Regions from separate parts of the Mus musculus genome. Here all the other regions are linked to region 1. Evidence: chromatin contacts called from public Hi-C and promoter capture Hi-C data. All regions are on one chromosome and are shown on one strand. Each heading gives the region's core, a stretch centred on a gene start, on an enhancer-like site or on the middle of the called end of the contact. The rest is flanking DNA. Distances are from core to core; before and after follow the strand shown. Region 1 holds the start of Adprhl2 (ADP-ribosylhydrolase like 2). Region 2 holds the start of Tfap2e (transcription factor AP-2, epsilon). Region 3 holds the start of Mrps15 (mitochondrial ribosomal protein S15).

Region 1 (3,835 bases), core at 862-3,361:
CTTTTTTTTTTTTAACCCCTCAAGACAGGGTTTCTCTGTGTAGCCCTGGCTGACCTGGAACTCACTCTGTAGACCAGGCTGGCCTCAAACTCAGAAATGAACCTGCCTCTGCCTCCCGAGTGCTGGGATTAAAAGAGTGCGCCCAGCCCTACTCTGATACTTCTAACATGCCACACTCAAAGAGGCTACTAACCTGCTAGGACAGGACCTTTGCTTCACTGAGAGAAGACAGTTACAGAGAATGGACTCGTCTAATGAGTGCCTCCCGGATCCTTCAGATAGCCAGTCCACTCCCTCCTTGTTGTTCAAACTCCATTTCCCCTCTTCTCAGGTGGCCCCTGTGTCCCACGTTCATAGCTGTAAACACATTCCTAGTCTTTGCCAGCCTGGTCATAGGTAAAGGTCACCCTCGCTCACTGGGGTCAGGTGTTGCTCTTTGCCCTTCTCTCTATATGCTCAGCACATGTCTGTGAGTGAGGGGGCACTGTGTGTCCTCCCTCCTTTTGCTCTGTGCCCTGGTCTTCCTGAGGGAGCCGTTCTTCTTTAGTCCTAGCTGGAGGACTGACCTCCTGCCTAGTTAGACGGCAACTTGAAGGCATCCATCTCTTATTGCCAGTCCCTTATGTAGGACTGGGCTCCAGACTCAAGTTGCAATGTTCGTAGAGTTGGAGCAAAGGAGAATCTCTCTCGTTCTCTCTCTCTTTTTTTAAAGATTTATTTATTTGTTATATGTAAGTACACTGTAGCTGTCTTCAGACACCCCCAAAAGGGCATCAGATCCCACTGCAGGTGGTTGTGAGCCACCATGTGGTTGCTGGGATTTGAACTCAGGACCTCTAGAAGAGCAGTTAGTGCTCTTAACTGCAGAGCCATCTCTCCAGCCCCAAGGAGAACCTCTTCTGCAGTGTTACTGGGACCATACTGTAGGAAAAGGAGACTGCCAAAGTGAGCTCCCCCCAAAGGGAAACTCAAGGCCAAGAGGAACCAAGCAAGCTAGTTAGGAGTTGAACTCCTGGACTTAGCACTGCTGGAGGCCAGAACTTCCTTTGGACTCTGTCAGTTCTTTCCACTCAGACCCTCTTAAAATGTGTTTCCTGCAGCCACAGGGTCCCAACTACCACTCAACCTAAAACACACCTTTTTTTTTTCCATCTTACCAAACCATAATGAAATAAAATTTGTCTTATCTCTGCTTCCTTTAACACCCGTTTTCCATGTTCTCGACCAACTCGACATGGTTTTCTGGGTCCAGACTACCCTGACTTTTCTGTAACACACCAGTGTCCTAGTCTTGAAATTCTTTCCTCTGGTTTTGTTACCATCCTTCCTACTTCTCGGCACACCCCGTCCTTCCTCGCTCCTTCCCCTACCTCTAAATGCCTCTTAACTCGTGGAGTCCTCTGGGGTTCTGACGACGGCCCCCTTCTACTATGTTACATGCTCTTCAAGAAGAACCAAGTCTTCTACTGACATCTGACCTGGAATCTGAGGACAAGCTGCGTTTGCAAGCGAAAGGAAGGGACATGTCTTAACAGGCTAGGGACAGCCCTCGCCGACGCCCACATCGGGCCAGCAGTTTGAGAAAGCTGGTCACGACGGAACTGGCCACGCGGGAACTGGCTCTAGCCAAGGTTTTAGGCGAGGCCTGCGCTCTGAATGTGGTCATGGCTGGAGACCTACAACCACGGAGAGCTGGAGCAAACCGATTCGATCCAGGGGCCTTCAGCCTCGTGACTTCGTGGGAGCTCGCCGCAGGAGCCTCCACCTCGGCAGCCTAGTCTGCGCGCGCGCCCCCGAGTCTCGGTCCCCTCGCCCAGGGGTGGGGACCCGATCGGTGGTGCCCCGCCCACCTGTCCGCGCGCTGCCCGGCGTGCCCGGGTCCGGCTCCAGGCTCTCGACGTGACTCAGGACTGATGCCAGGCTGACGGTATCGTGTGCCTCGTAGACAGCGCCCACGCAATCTCCCAGCAGCGCGCCCGCCAGGCAACCTCGGAAGCGCGAGATGGAGCGGGCCGCACTTGCCCCGCCGCCCCCCGCCGCCGACATCGCTGTAGCTGCTGCCGCCGCAGCCACCGCCATCCGCGCGCGGACTAGTCGCCACTTCCGGCATCGATGCTGCCGCCTCTTTGGTCGTCTCTTCCCCGCGGCCCCACAGCGCCCCCTTGTGGCCCGGAGTCTCAGCCTACGTCCTACCCCACAGCGCCACTCAACGGCTGGGAGTCTCAGCGCCCCATAAGTACTCGCACGCTTCGCTTTGGCGCTCCCTACCTTCTCATTTGTAAATGGCACCACAAATGCGGCCGACAGCTCCCTAAAATCCCGCGGAGGACCCTTTGAAAAGCACCTGAACAAGAATGTTGCCCACTCAAAGCCACTGCTGCCCGCGGGCGATCACCTGTATCTTTACACCCGTATTCCTTCTGGAGTCGCTTTGGACTCGACCCCTATGAAGTCTAGGCGACTCCATCGCTCAAGTGGACTGTCTCACTCGGTCAGCCACTCTCATGGGGTAGCAGAAAAGAGCCTGGCTTGAGAACTCCATTTTTATTATTTTACTGTCCCCTCACTACTCCCCCCTCCCACCAATCTTGTGTCTTCCCTCAGCCGCCAAAGCCTAGGTTAGCTCCAGCTGGCAGATTTTGAGTGGACTCAGTGTGCGGTTTGTCGTGCGCGTGAAGGTGTCCACCTGGGGCACAAATTTCTCAGCCGGCACCGTCAGCTTGCGTCGGGTGTCCATACACTTGGTGTCCAAGAGCAGGGTGTTGGTCTTGCACGCGATATCAGCCTGTATCCGGGCCAGGTGCTTGAACAGGGCATCCAAAGCGTTCCTGTAACGCAAAGCATCGGGAGCTCAGAGCCCTACATCAGGCTGCAGGGGCCAGGACATCTCACCAGCATAAAGCCCAGAGAGACCAGCAGGCACTACGGCCCCATGGTTGAGCAGTGCCCCCCACTATTCCTGCCCACTCTCTAAACCTACTGTGTTTGGGCCAGCTTCTGCTTCATGGTATTGATGGTTGCCTCTAACTGGTGGACTTCATCAATGAGGCCATACTGTGTCTGAAGACAGAGGGGCAGGATGGGGTTTTCAGTTCAGCCGCAAGACCCTTCAGCTGGTCGCATAACTGCCTTGGACCAGAATGCTTGTTCCACAAGAAACGTGCGAAGAGGGGTAATACTGAGGTCTCCTTAGCAGACAGGGGTGGTCCCCACCGGGGCCCCTTGTACCTGGTCCCGGCAGAGCTCCACATTGGACCGGTAGGTTCTGGACTCCAGCCGGGTATGTGCAAGCTTCAAGTTCATCATCTTTCTACGCAGGTCCTCCTCCAGGCGCCGAATGTCTCCCTGCAGCTCGGCTATCTCTTCTAAGGTCTGTGGCAGACATTACTGTTCTCCACCGGCAAGACTCACACTAGGGCTCCCAACTGAAGCTTCAGGGCAGGGTTCCTTATGCCCTGCCTCACAGCATGGTGGGAAAGGCAGGGTGGTGGGGTTGGGGGAGGGTAAGGGGGTGGTGGTGACACTCACATTTTTCTCTTGCCACTTGAGCTCACTGTAAAAACTCTCCATTTCCCGAAGCCGCTTCCTGAAGGTGAATTCTGTTGCAACCCTCTGAGCGTCCAGTTCATTGTTGGTCTGCATGAGGAGGGTGAGCCAGGCCAGAAGAGGGTGTCATGGCCTTGTGAGATTGCTGTTTGAAGTCAGGGAAGGGCTAACATGTGGTCAGTGTGGAAAGAAAGACAGAGGTGAGTTGGGCTTAGTCACCTGAGCAATAGCTAGGGCAATGGCTTCCCTCAACTCTATGGACGCTTTCATTTCGGCCTCTGCCCGGTTC
Region 2 (3,835 bases), core at 647-3,146, 410 kb after region 1:
GAGGAGAGGCCAAGCAGCTGCAGCCTAGGTAGTGCGAGCCCACCTCAGGCGGCAAAGTCCTGAGTCAAATTATCCAGCTAGCGCCATGGCCTCTCTCCTGGGCGAGGAAGGATGTTCCGTGGCCACGCAGCCGGGCGACGCACAGGAAACAACAGCCAGGGAGAAAGAAAATGGGTCTGAGCACCCAGGGCCTGACTCTGCCCTGGAAGTCGCACACCATTCCTTACCTTTCTTGATCACCGATTGGTCCAGGAGGCTCATTCCAGGGTCATCTATCGCCTGCAAATAGAAGAGGATGGCAGTGAGGGTCCGTATGGACCTAGTCGCCCAGCTACCCCTAGTCCATGTCTGCTCCGCCCTACGCGTACCACCGGCTGCCTGAGGCGGCTACCGGGGGACAGGCGTGACCAGGAATAGCCTGGGCTCAGCACCATATGCGTCTAAGCTGCAGCACTGCCTGGATGATTGCCTTGCCTTAGATAGACCACTCCTGTGCCTCTCCTAACCCCGGCCCAGGTTGCCCCTGCGGACTGGGACTGGGTATGGATGCCCACCATGGCTCAACCCTACAGTGGGGAGAGAAAGAAGTGATTCCACGAGGGCTGCTGCCACCCAGGCACAGTTCGAGGCCATCTTTTGGCCAGACAGCATCTAACGGAAGACTCCCTGTTAGCGGCAGAGATGGAAAGTTGCACCTGGGAGAAGAGCCGGGCTCCTACTTTTGTTACTTTTTTGTTTCCAGCCAGGATGCTAAATCGCTGCCCATCGGGACCCACCGTGGCTCACTCTGGGCTTACCTGCAATTCCTCCAGACCGGGCGGCTCCGCCAATCCTGGAAGACCGAGGGGAGCATCGGCCAGGCCGTGCGCGCCGTCGGCCAGGCTGTGCAGGAGCCGGGGAACCGCGGCGGCGTAGTCTCGGCGCGGGTCGAGACCCAGAGCGCGGGCGGGTGGCGCCAGCAGGCCCGGCGGCTCGTCGTGGGCGCGGGCGGCCGCACGGGGTGCGGCCCAGGCGGCCTGCGGGGGCTGCGGCTGCGCCAGGGGCGCTAGGCCGCCGTAGGGGTCAGCGGCGAGGTGCGGAAAGGCAGCGGTGGCGTCGGGACCCTGGCCGTAGGGCAGCGGCGCCTGAGGGTAGGGCGGCGGGAAGTAAGGAGGATGATAGTCCGCGGTGGCAGAGGCGGCGGGAGTGTGACACAGTGGCGGCGCGGGCCCGTAGGCCGCCTGGGGCAGGGACGACAGGCGGGTCCCGCCAGCCGCTGCGCCCAGCCCGTCGGGGCGCTCCTGCAGAAGGGGAGGCGTGCGTTAGGTGACCCATGAGCGGCCGAAAAGACACCAGCCCGCCAGGTCCCCTCCAGCTCGCGGGTGTCCTGCAGCTGTCCACCGGCGTTGGCCCCGCGGGCGCCGCGGCCCCAGGCTGGAGACCAACCACGTACGGGTCTCTGCCACCACTTCCTGGGCTGCCAAGAGGCCCTACGGTCCCCTACCTTCGCGATTTCGTTGGCGCGGGGGTGGGGGGCAGAAGGTTTGGAGGCTTCAGCAGCCAGGCTCCTCGATGCCCTCTGCCCAGTGTGCCCGGGACCCGAGTCTACTCACCATGGCGGAGTATGTGTGCACCAACATGGGGCGGGTAGTGTGGGGCGTGAGGTGTGGCGGAGACACAGCCCTCGTTCGACGGCGAGGCGAGAGCCGGGAGCCCTTACAGCCCACGGGGATCACCGTCTGGAAGCTGGGGGTAAGTCTGCCGGGAGTCCAGAAGGTACGGGGTACTCAGCGGGGGACGCCTGCGGGAGCGTCCATGGAAATGGGCCAGACGGGAGCTGATGGCACTTGGAAAAAAGTCGGGCAACGGGTGCCCAGCGCCCGCCCTCTGAGCTCAGCCTGCTCCATGCACTCTAGTTATAGCGGCGGGGGCGCGCTCGGGCCTCTGGGGGCGCGCATTAAAGAGACAAGCTATGGCCTATCTCAGCCTTTTCCCTTGGCTGCGGAAAGGGAGGCGTGGCTCTGGTGGGAACCGGTGGGGTGAGGAGTGAATGAATTCGAGTCCAGCTGATGTGAGCTCCTTCTGGCCTCCAAGCTTGCAGCTGCGATCAAATGGGATTCGAGGCTGGAATGCAACTCAGGGGTCTGTGTTCGCTCGGGTCTGTGAATTTTCTCTTTACATTTGCTTATTACATTAACTTATTTAGTGGAAGGGCTCACCCGTGTGCCCGATGTGCGGGTCAGAGGACAACTTGCAGTAGTCAGTTATTTGCTTCCATCCTGTGGGTCCTGAAGGTTCGAACTCAGGTCTTGAGGCTTCGTGGTCAATGAATTAACCCAATAAACGATCTCGCCACTCCCTTCTAAATCTTTTAAAATTAATGCTTAAACAAATGTACGCGTTCGCCTTTGAGTTTGAGCAAAGCATTCCTTGTTTCTGGTATCAGCTTTCTTCCCTGTTAAATGGTCTTTTCTCTGACCACCCAAGGGTGAGTGTGGAATACACCGGTGAGTGGCAAACTCAAGCCCATCAGTTTATGTGCATACTTGTGTCAGTGTGTGTGTGCGTGTGTGTGTGTGTGTGTGTGTGTGAGAGAGAGAGAGAGAGAGAGAGAGAGAGAGAGAGAGAGAGAATGAGAGAGGGGGTGTTAGCAACCTCTCTTTCATGGTTTTGGATCCAAAAAACGCTCTGAAAATGCTGACTTCTCTCAGACTTTCTAAGCTGGTAATCCTCAATGCCAAGCCAGGATCCTTGGATGCTGAGGACACCACCTAGGCACAGAGAGTAGGAGTCTGGCATGATCTGCACTTAAGAAGAGGCCAAAATACTGACACAGGGTGGAAGGGGTGCATTGTCACACCTAGGCACAGTCTACGCATTTGTGTGTCACCATCACCATGGCAGGTGCTCTCTCTCTCTCTCTCTCTCTCTCTCTCTCTTTCTCTCTGTCAAACATGCCCTAATGACCACTACCAATCCCTTTTCTTTCTTCCAAAATTTAACCCGTCTGTCCTAAGAAGCAGAGATGGGGATTAAGAAAAGGCAAGTGAGAGAAATCCTAATGACAATGAGAATTTAAAAAGCAGAGGGCTGGAGAGATGGCTCAGTGGTTAAGAGCACTGACTGCTCTTCCACAGATCCCGAGTTCAATTCCCAGCCGCCATGTGGTGGCTCACAACCATCTGTAATGAGATCATATGCCCTCTTCTGGTGTGTCTGAAGACAGCAAAAATATACTCACATAAAATAAATAAATCTTAATAAAAAGCAGAAAGATGTTTTCTTTTTCATGTTGAAAATAGGGAGGGGATAGAAATGGTCACGGTGCCCACTCACCACACACCGTTAATATGGAGTCTCCTAACTCACCAAGTCCTTTGTCACCCTCATTTTCAAGTGAGGAACAAGGCACAGAGAGGCTAGGTGACTTACTGGCCTATGGTCAAACAACTAGTTCAGTGGCAGTGCTGGGGTGGCCCTTCTCTGTTCTCAGGATCATTATTCTTTCCTGTCTTGGACTCAGGCATTTAAAATTTAGTCTCACTCCTCAGAGGCTGTGTAATTCTGGACAAGTCTGGCTTCCTCTCCAAGTTCTGTTTCTGCAACAAAAACTAGTGGAGAGGAATCGCTGCCACCTTCTGTTTCTTTCTGGTGAAGAAACAGATGAGAAGGTAAAAGTGATACCATTGAGAGATTAGAACATTAACCTATGTTCTAGATGGCACATGGCTAGAACGAAGCCGAGGCTGGATTTCTTTCAGCCATGACACATGGGATGGGGCTGTGGGGGCTGTGAGGAGAGGATGAAACTAGCTAGTATCCGAGGATTCATCCCTGAGAGCTTCCCAGAGGCCGG
Region 3 (3,835 bases), core at 931-3,430, 270 kb before region 1:
GGTGGTTGTGAACCACCATGTGGTTGCTGGGATTTGAATTTAGGACCTTTGGAAGAGCAGTCAGTGCTCCTACCCGCTGAGCCATCTCTTCAGTCCAGTTTATTTGTTTTTCAAGACAGGGTTTCTCTGTGTAACAGCCCAACCTATCCTGGAACTTACTCTATAGATCAGGCTGGCCTCAAGATCCACCTGCCTCTGCCTTAAATGCTGGGAATAAAGGTGTGCACCACCACCAGGAAGTGGCTTTCACTTTCAGGGCCCAACAGTCAAGAAGGTATTTCTCAGAATCATTTATCTCCTCCCTTCCTTCCTTCCTTCCTTCCTTCCTTCCTTCCTTCCTTCATCGGTCAGATTTTATTTTATTTTACATGTCTGAGTGTTTTGCTTGCGTGCATATCTGTGCCTCACCTGTATGTCTGTTATCACGGAGGCTGGAAGAGGGCTATCCTGGAACTCACTTTGTAGACCAGGCTGGCCTCGAACTCAGAAATCTGCCTGCCTCTGCTTCCCGAGTACTGGGACTAAAGGCGTGCGCCACCACCACCTGGCTAACCTGGAGCTCCTGGATTCAGCTATCCAAGGAGCCAATGAGCTCCAGGGATCACCTACTCAACTTCCCCGAGCCCCTGTACTGTACACGCAGCTGCTGGGATCTGAACTTGGATGTTTATGCTTACACAGTGGGCACTCTACCAACTGAACCATCTCCCCTGCCCCTCCCCTTTTTGAGACAGGGTCTTATGTAGCCCAGTCTGGGCTCAAACCAGCTATGCAACCAAGGATGACCTCGAACAACTTTTAATCCTCTTGCCTTCCATTCCAAAGTCCTGGGGTCACAGGCATATGCCACTACACCCAGTTTTTACGTACCACTGGGAATCCAACCCAGGACTGTGCATTCTAGGCAGGGACTCTGCTAACCAAACCACATCTTCAGTTGCCTAATGTCATTTGAGTTTCATGTAACCACATTTGTCAGGATTATTCCCTGTGCTAATGGAGACCTTTCCACAAAAGCCTTGCCTGTCTTGGGTCTACTTTCCCCGGCCCTGATCTCAGGCTTGGGATGGTGTGTTCTTTCCTTGCCCCTCTCTTTACCCTCCCCACTACTTTTCCTTTATATTTGCCCTTGCATCCCTCATTTCAGTTTTACCACAGCTGAGTACCGAATACTGACTATTTAAACATGTGTTTTGTATACAGCTGCTTCGGTCTATAGGCTGAACAATGTAAAAGACATTGCTACCAATCTCATTTGATGTTTTGAGAACACTGCAGCCCATAAAGGTAGACTTTGCCCACAGGGTCTCATAGTAATGGCTCAGTACCCTACCAAAAACTCTATCCTTAGTCACTGAGATACAAGCCAACGAAAGAAGGCTAGAACCTGAGGGTTCTTACAGGGCCCCGGTGTCTGGAGGAGGGCCAAGAAAGAATATTAGCCTCTGGAGAAGGTAAGGAGAGTCCCACAGAAGCCCTAAAATAACTAGGACCTAAGACAATGGTTCTCTTTTTTTTTTTTAATTAAAGATTTATTTTATTTTATGTATATGAGTACACTGTAGCTGAACAGATGGTTGTGAGTCTTTTTTTTTTTTTAGATTTATTTATTGTTATATGTAAGTACACTGTAGCTGTCTTCAGACACTCCAGAACAGGGCATCAGATCCCATTACAGGTGGTTATGAGCCACCATGTGGTTGCTGGGATTTGAACTCAGGACCTTAGGAAGAGCAGTCAGTGCTCTTAACCGCTGAGCCATTTCTCCAGCCCCAGGCAATGGTTCTCAACCTTCCTAATGCAGAGATACTTTAATACAGTTCTTCATGTTGTGAAGACCTCTAATAAAATTATTTCCGTTGCTAGTTCATAACTGCAATTTTGCTACTATTATGAATTGTGATATAAATATCTGATATGCAAGATATCTGATGTGTGACCCCTATGAATAGGTCGCTCAACAACCTTCACCCCCCATGTGTCTTGACCAACAGGTTGAGAACTGAGGACCAGGTCAGGAACATAAGGAATTTAGAAAGTGATTAGGCCGGATGCAAGGTCAATAGGTGACATTATAGCGTTCACACAGTGCTCCGGGCCTGTAAGCGTAGAAACAGGCCCGCCCACCAGGCCAAATTCCTGGGCTCCGCCCCAGCTCCCTGACAATCCGGAACCGATCCATTCGCTCAGCCCTCGGCAGCTCTTGTCGCGCTCTCACCTCGATTGGTCGAGCCCGAACCGTCATGGCTGCGCCCATGTAACCTGGATCCACCGCGGAGCGGGCAGTGGCGGTGCGGGCCCCCCGTCGAGTCGGGAGTCAACATGCTGCGGGCCGCGTGGCGTGCGCTGAGCTCTGTTCGTGCCCAGGCGGTGACACGGGCCCCAGTCCCTGCGCTGAGGGGCGGAAGTAGCGCCAGTCTGCTCTCTGCGCGCTGTGGCCTGCAGCCTCCGAGTGAGCCGCCGAGCTGGGTCCCAAGGGACTGGGCGAAGATGGAGGAGACCAGGCACCCGGAGACCCGAGAAAGGCAGTGACAGGATGAGAAAGAGGGTGATGGCTAGGGAAGGGGTGATGAGGAGGGAGATAGGGAAGTGAGGCGGTAGTTAGGTGCAGGTGCCTACAGTTCGTGGGAGAAGGGACATGAGGGGCTGTGTATGGCAGAGTCTCAGCCCTTTCTATTCTGCGTAGGTCTACTGCGCGCCGCGCGAGCATACGCCGCCGTCCAGAAACCAGGTACGAGGACTTGGGTTGTTGAGACTTGAGGCCGCCTGGAAGGCTTGGGGTGGACAAGGGAACAGAGGTGGCGCGCAAAGGGACAGGCCAAGACCCCCCCACATTCATTGTTTAGGGGTGCACGAGAAGGTAGAAGTAAGAGCTTTCGCGTGAAAGCACTCACTCATTTGACAATACAGATCACCAAAAGCTCCGCCTCGTTGTGTGCATCCCTACTGTGTCAGATGAGAGTGAGGTCGAAGCCCGAGGTCCAACCCAGTCCAGCTTGGCTGGACCCAATGAGTGTGTGGCTGGCAACACTAGCAAGAGTTACAATTCTAGGAATGTAACACTTTTTATCTGCTATTCTGAGAGGAAGGATGAAGTTTCCCATCCTAAGTTAGCATGCCTTAGGGCCCTCTAACAAACACATACTATTTGAGGCAAGTTTGCTTTTTTTGTGAACCAGCGCTGAAATGAGTGTCAAAGGATCCATTGGAACACAGTTAATAGGATTCAATCATGGCAGCGGTATGAAAAGCACCCTTAACCCCGTGCACAATAAACTGTGATATCATAGTCTTTATTGCTTCTAGTGTCCTTTGCATAGTGGCAGGACAGAGTCTGGCTTGAGAGGATAGATTATCTTGGTTGCGCTGGACTGGGTTGGACTACAGGCTTCAACCTCACTTCCAGTGACATAGTAGGAATGCACACACAGAAGCCGAGCTTTTAGTGATGCGAACTGGCTATTGACATTCCCTTAAAGCTAGCAGCACTTCCTCTCACCCTGTACTTCATTCATGTGGTCAACCAGCAAGCTTTGTTAAAGTGCTACTTCTAGACTAGACTATGGACTAGGCTGGGGAATCGAGGAGTTAAAGAGAAGCCAAACTCACTCCTGTCCACGGGAGAACCGATCCCAGTGAGGAATCTGATAACTGTAGAGCCAAGTCGGTTTGTGTTGCAGGCACAGTGGATGTCTTGAGAAAGGCCCCTTGTTTGCAGCATGCAACATGCAGGTGCCCACAAGGCTTGCAAAAGAGAAACTGAGCTAACCTAGTTTGAGACCCTTAAACCCTTAGGTACTTGCCACAGATTCGGGGAGTGAGTGAGAGGGATGGA

What was found. A called contact is a pair of places that touch in the nucleus more often than the background predicts. Capture Hi-C pulls out chosen DNA fragments and counts their contacts.
Region 2: a contact with region 1 is called in a Hi-C map of embryonic stem cells, with 2.1 times the contacts expected there. The contact joins the promoter of Tfap2e here to the promoter of Adprhl2 in region 1. A contact is called at or near these places in 7 of 39 promoter capture datasets (embryonic stem cells, liver, pre-B cells and 1 more), 5 of 484 Hi-C or Micro-C datasets (all in embryonic stem cells), 1 of 115 datasets of contacts at active chromatin or transcription factors (embryonic stem cells) and 1 of 9 other capture datasets (embryonic stem cells).
Region 3: a promoter capture Hi-C map of adipose tissue shows a contact between it and region 1. The contact joins the promoter of Mrps15 here to the promoter of Adprhl2 in region 1. A contact is called at or near these places in 3 of 39 promoter capture datasets (cranial neural crest, erythroid cells and neural stem cells), 1 of 15 datasets of contacts at CTCF or cohesin (the NIH/3T3 cell line), 2 of 484 Hi-C or Micro-C datasets (CD4 T cells and natural killer cells), 3 of 115 datasets of contacts at active chromatin or transcription factors (effector CD8 T cells and embryonic stem cells) and 2 of 9 other capture datasets (adipose tissue and liver).

What each region holds. Positions count from the first base shown.
Region 1 is chr4:126,319,592-126,323,426 of GRCm38.p6, forward strand. Adprhl2 (ADP-ribosylhydrolase like 2) reads right to left here and starts at 2,112. Exons shown (of 6, transcript NM_133883.2): 1 at 1,851-2,112. The coding sequence starts at 2,079. Tekt2 (tektin 2) reads right to left here. Exons shown (of 11, transcript NM_001357262.1): 7 at 3,766-3,835; 8 at 3,529-3,636; 9 at 3,229-3,372; 10 at 2,981-3,060; 11 at 2,530-2,828. The coding sequence ends at 2,615.
Region 2 is chr4:126,734,373-126,738,207 of GRCm38.p6, forward strand. It overlaps Tfap2e (transcription factor AP-2, epsilon), which reads right to left and starts at 1,897. Exons shown (of 7, transcript NM_198960.2): 1 at 1,593-1,897; 2 at 798-1,280; 3 at 228-279. The coding sequence starts at 1,619.
Region 3 is chr4:126,044,748-126,048,582 of GRCm38.p6, forward strand. It overlaps Mrps15 (mitochondrial ribosomal protein S15), which reads left to right and starts at 2,181. Exons shown (of 8, transcript NM_025544.2): 1 at 2,181-2,452; 2 at 2,687-2,731. The coding sequence starts at 2,323. Csf3r (colony stimulating factor 3 receptor (granulocyte)) reads left to right here. Exons shown (of 17, transcript NM_007782.3): 17 at 1-228.